2 separate regions of the Mus musculus genome follow, and region 2 is linked to region 1. A link is a contact called in public promoter capture Hi-C data. All regions are on one chromosome and are shown on one strand. The core of a region is the stretch at or near the end of the contact, and the rest is flanking DNA. Distances in the headings are between cores, read along the strand shown.

Region 1 (2,926 bases), core at 170-2,669:
TTCTCAGGCAGCAGCAGAGAGGGTAGCTCTAGGGGCCCAGCTTCCCACCCAGGTAATATAAAACCAAACACTCCCCCAGTTCCTGAGGGTAAGGGTATGCCAGTCCAGCCCAGCAAAGAGGGCTGAGGAGACCTCTACAAGGCAGGGTGACAGATCTCCCCAATGCAAAACTATTGTCCCCTACAGAGCCAGCTTCTCAATCTGTCAGATGTTTGCCAACTAACCTCACAAAGAGTCCCTGAATCTCACTTCTGGCCTTTAAACAGTAGGCATCAAAATAATGAATTCAACATCTGGGACAAGCACACGTTAAGTCTCCAGAGGATACCAGGGAACGCCATAAGTAATTTAGAACGAGGGAAGAAGACATGGCTTTGTTTTTTTGTTACACACACATCTAGATGATGTAATCCCTCATTGAAAAGCCAAAAAGAAAGCAGAGAGATGGATGACAAGGAAAATAAATGAAAAATGAGCCCTCCACTTCAGCTTTATTCCTCCTGCATGTAATTCCCACCCCCAACCCCCCACTTTGAGTCACAGTCTCATTAAGTATCCCTAGCTGGCCTGGAACTTATTATATTGCCCAGGCTAGCCTCAATCTCACGGAAGAGATGGACCTGCCTCTGTCTCCCAAGTGTTGGGCCAGAATCAAAGGTGTACAGCACCACACAAGTGACGTTTGTTAAACAAGACAGGCTCCTAGATTAAGGCACCCTGTTTCCAATTGCCCTCCACGCTACAACCAGTCGGGTAATGAGTTAGTTACCTGGGCACATGCTCGGAGGTGTAGGGTACCAGGACCACCTTCTTGCCCACTAGCATGGTGTTCTGATTCAGCTTCATTGTAGCTGCCTACTAGTGGGGAGAGTTAAAGACTTCAGAGCCCCCATAGTGTCTTCCCACGCAGGGTGGAACTCTTTCTGTAGCAGTGGAGCTATGTTGACAGAAGAGCGTCCTGCCTTCCCCTCACAACTACGTGAAAGAACGGGGATTCTAAAACTCTTGTAAGAGAAAGAGCCGAAGTGGTCAATACATCTGGGCTCTCACCCAGGGGCCAAGTTCTGGCTCGGTTTCCAGCCCATTCCTACACAACATGCCCGTCCACCCCCAAATGACCTGTTAATCCTTTTTTTAACCTGTTTCCAACCCTAGCCTCCAGCGTCCAGAGTCCACGTCACTCGGCTCTGGCCCTTCCGTTTTCCTGTCCCCAAGCCCCACTCAAAGTTCTCAGGCCTCAGCCCTTTGCGTGGTTCCTCGGCCGTCTAAGCGCTGTAGTTTGCAAACTGCAAAGCTCACAACCACCCCCTGCCGAGGAAGGCGTCCCCAACGACAGGCGTCAGCGTCTGTCCCGGAGAAACAGGCTTTCCGCATGCGCGTAGAGGGGCTTGCTGTCCGCTTCCGCCAGGCAGACGGCAGCCGCAAAGCCCAATCCCGGCCCCGCCCCCGCGAGGCATCCAATCAACGCACTGCGCCCCTCCCCACGCGCTCGCTTGGACGGGGGACTGGGAAGCGTGCGCGTGCGCGTAGCGGGCGCTGGTGCGGGGCCGCTGGTGCCGGGTGGCAGCTGCAGAGCTGGAGGCGGTGGCCACTGTGCCTGGAAGCTAGCTGTGCTGCAGGTCTGGGACGGGCAGGAGGGCAGGACAGGGTGAAGATGGATGTGAATTTTAGAGTTTCACCTGGAAGGGAGGGGAAGGGGAGACTGAGGGACCGGCTCTGGAGAAGAGAGGGGAGGCTTAAGGGTGGGAAACCCTAAGGCAAAGCAAAAGGCAGGTGTCGGTGCGCGAGGCCCCATTTAAAAGAAGAGGCTTTGGGACAAGGAGTTAGGATGGAGGGGCGACCTTGGAAAAGCTGACTCCCGCTGTGGGCGGAGAAGCAGACAGCTGTGTGGGCTGTCCTGTGTAGTAGTGAGCTCATAGATAATGAAACGGACGTAAGCACTTTAGGGTAAAGGGGGCTGTGATGGTTAGTGAGGCTTAGAGGCCCGGAAAGCCCCTTCAGTCACTTGGAGTGTGAGCAGCATCCAGGCACCGAGAAGTGCCTTGCATAGCAAATCAAGTTAGAAGACATGGTCCAGGAAGCCGCGTCCCACCAAGGCTGTCTCATGGCAGATAGGGAGACCAAAGTGTCTGAGTTAAAAGGGCTACAGGTGAAAGCGGCAGACTGCAAACCCCCCACCCCCAGTCTCATCTCTGCAGTTAGAGAACTAAAGTCTACTCTTTTGTCTTAGGAGCTGCGGCTGCTGCTGCCACTGCATAGAAGTAACCTCTTGGGCCAGCCCTTCCTCACTCTCTGGAGATGGCAGGCGAGATCACAGAGACCGGAGAGCTCTATTCTCCTTATGTGAGTTCTTCTCCATAAATGTGTTCTGCTCACCACCATGCTCCTGGTTTCTAGAGAAGCCCACTGCTATCTGTGGACTATACTAATTATGGCCCTGGTTTAAATAGACCCTGGTGAAAAACACAACGGAAACTCCACATAGCTCCAGTCAGGTTCAGCTGTCTTAGCTAGACTCTATATATCAGGCTCGTTCCTCATTTGTTTATAATTTTTTAAAGCTTTTATTTTAAATGATGTGTCTACGTATGGATATGTGCATGCCTGTCAAATCCAAAAGAGGGCACCAGATGCCCTGGAGTTAGTTGTCGATGGTTGGATGCTGCTCAGTGTAAGTGCTGGAAGTGAACTCGGGTCCTCTGCAGGAGCAGCAGGTACTCTTAACTGCTGAGCTGTTTCTCCAGGCCAGTTCTCCTTTTAGACACCTATCAGAGAGCATCAAGCCAAATAGTAGTTAACTTGCTAGTCTCCCATAATATCTATCTCAGGACTCCCACAGATGACACACAGTTCTGCCAGTCAGCTGGGCAGTCACCAACAGCTGTCGCCATGGAGTTGTGTTCCTCTCAGTAGTCAGCAGCCTCTT
Region 2 (2,736 bases), core at 128-2,627, 270 kb before region 1:
GATTAATGTCCAAAGGGCTGGAGAGATGGCTCAGTGGTTAAGAGCACTGGCTGCTCTTTCGGAGGACCTGGGTTAATTCCCAGAACTCACATGGTGGTTCACGGCTATCTGTAACTCCAGGTTCAGGGGTCTGATACCCTATTCTGACCTACGTGGACCCCAGGCACATACATGGTACACATACATACATGCAGGCAAAATATCCATATACACAAAATAAAGACATAAAGTTAAAAAGAGTAATATCCAAGGTGGAGGTCCAGCCAAACAGCTTTGTCAAGGGGTCACACTGGGTGCCACAGCTGTACACAGGGACCTTTTGACAGGGACTTTAAGCTGTGACTGGTGGGATTTCTGTCACTTCCTTCTAACCCTATGCCAGCAGCACTCTATCTTCCTTTGGCTGATGCCACCTGAGGATACCCTGAGATTAAGATGTATCCTCCCCAGAGTCAGAGAGGGGACCCGAGTTAACACTGGAGAAATGCCTGTTCCCTGATGAATAGTTTTAAGGGATAAATTGGCAGCCAAATAATACAATATTCCTCCCTCCCTCCCTCCTTCCTTCCTTCCTTCCTCCCTTCCTTCCTTTTTTCCTTCCTTCTTTTGTTAGTTATTTAGTTATTTATTGATGGATTATTAATACATTGGCAGGAATATAGCTACTGGATTTGTCACACGCATCTGGAAAGCAGTGATCATCTAGGCTTCCTCTATGAAGAATCAGTTCCCTCATAGAACCTTTTGTTGAAGAGAGAAACATTACCTTGTCCTGGAGACTGAGCTGAGAGGCTGAGCTGAAAGGTCAAATTTCCAAGACTGCATCCCACAGAAAACTCACACTCACACACAAAAAATGCCATCTGCAAAATATCAGTTTTATGCAGGAGAGGGATGCTTTAGTGTGAACCCTGGGCTCTCATGATGGGTCCCTGTTGAGACAGGATGAGAGAGTGAGGGGCTGCTGTGCCCACACACACTAAGGGGCAATATGTGAAAGGTCCAAGAGCAGAGCAGAGTTCCAGCAAAGCTTGCTCAGAAGCCTCCTGCCCAACTGCCACACCCACAGTGAACTGGCAGAGGATTCTGCACCTGGTTGCGAGGTGCTCACACTCATCTTATCATTGGTTTGTTTAAAGGTGACCCTATGAGTCTGAACCAGGCCACAACAGTTCAAGGGAGATGTGGAAAGAGTGCCTCATGGAATGTTTTAGAAGAGACGGTTCATCTCTTCCTTGGAAGCCACTGGGGCTGAGTGTGATGACGGTGTGCTGTGTGCTTCCTGGGAACTAGGAGGAGTCAGTGTTAGCACGAAGGTAAAGATGGCGACGGCCAGAGAACAGGAAGGAACTTGCATCAGCCCACCCACAAAGGCCCCAACTAGACTGGCTTCAAGTCCTGCATAGTCAACAGTGAGAACATAGAGGAAGTGGTGGCTGCCCTGAGCCAAATGCCCGAACCAGGAGGCTCTTCAAGGAGGGGAGCTTAATGTGGTAGATTCAAAATCATCTACCTAGGAGCAAAGTAGGAACATGAACAGATGAGAAACAGTTAAAATATAACTGGGGGGCTGGAGAGATGACTCAGCGATTAAGAGTGCTACCTGCTCTTGCAGAGGACCTGGGTTCAGTTCCCAGCACATACATGGCAGCTCAGAACCATCTGTAGTTCCAGTTCCAAGGGCTAGGGTACCCACATTTTGCTTCTATAACACCAGGCATGCATGAGGCATGCATATATATATATAGACAAAACACTCAGAAACACAAAATAAAAAGTGAGTGTTAAAATATAGATGGTTTACCTTATTGCTGAAGACATCATGTGGGAAGCCGTTGCAGAGTGGCAGTTACAGAGTGGCAGTTGCAGAGTGGCAGTTGCAGAGTGGCAGTTGCAGAGTGGCAGTTGGCTACTGCTGGCCACCACACATACATAGGCAGTAAAGGTTCTTTTGCCAAGATGAGGTTTTGAGAATTAACCAAAGTTAAACAATCAGATGAGAGACAAGTTAACCAATCAGATGAGAGACAAGTTAACCAATCAGATGAGAGAGAACACCTCTCCTAGGCCTATATAAGCAGCACCAGTTCTGGGCTTGGGGTCACTTCGCCTCTGTAATCAAGCTCTCCCAATAAACGTGTGCGGAAGGGTCCTGTTGCAGCGTCGTTCTTCCTGGCCAGTCGGGCGCATGCAAGAACATCACACAATGCAATTATAGGTCACAAAAGAATAAAGCTGGAAGCTTCTCCTTAGAAGCTAATAGTGCAGGAAAGCGCTATGTACGTGATGGGGATACTTACCCAGGGGGACGATCAGTGGTCTTACCCAATATAAACTTTGAATATTACAATATCAACCTGTCAGGCAAGACGGACTCACTGATGTAAGAGCGGCATGGCTGTTTTGAGCGTACCTGGTGGGGTCTGGGAATCACCGCACAAACCACTCAGACACCAATCTTGGTCAAATAGGGATGGCTTATTGAACATCACATCCCAATACTGATCCATCAGGGATGCAGCCCAGACTCGGGAGCTGAACTGCGTCCTTGATCTGGACTGCATCCTTAAGTTAAGATCCTACAGGGCTTTTAAGTCCCAAATCTACAATCATGTGTGCCAAGTGATTCCACCAATCAGGATTTAGGGATGGTGGTTTCCTTAGAAACATGCCTTTGTTGTACATGCATCCTGATTCAGTTGGTTGGGGTATTCAGTGGTGGCAGGGAACTTGCCT

The links. Promoter capture Hi-C pulls out the DNA fragments that hold promoters and counts their contacts.
Region 2: a contact with region 1 is called in a promoter capture Hi-C map of neutrophils, with 2.3 times the contacts expected there. The contact joins the enhancer-like site here to the promoter of Nat9 in region 1. A contact is called at or near these places in 5 of 39 promoter capture datasets (the C10 cell line, the HPC-7 cell line, hippocampal neurons and 2 more).

The regions. Positions count from the first base shown.
Region 1 is chr11:115,185,980-115,188,905 of GRCm38.p6, forward strand. Nat9 (N-acetyltransferase 9 (GCN5-related, putative)) reads right to left here and starts at 1,420. Exons shown (of 7, transcript NM_025400.4): 1 at 1,140-1,420; 2 at 770-858. The coding sequence starts at 846. It overlaps Tmem104 (transmembrane protein 104), which reads left to right and starts at 1,508. Exons shown (of 10, transcript NM_001033393.2): 1 at 1,508-1,619; 2 at 2,231-2,343. The coding sequence starts at 2,299.
Region 2 is chr11:114,915,949-114,918,684 of GRCm38.p6, forward strand. No RefSeq gene overlaps it. Among named protein-coding and RNA genes, the nearest start is that of Cd300lb, 17 kb to the right of the region's middle. Within about 2 kb of position 1,378, at least 46 of the 459 cell types and tissues checked have an H3K27ac peak or open chromatin away from gene starts, as enhancers often do. A contact at or near this core is called in the HPC-7 cell line and neutrophils, where this site is marked.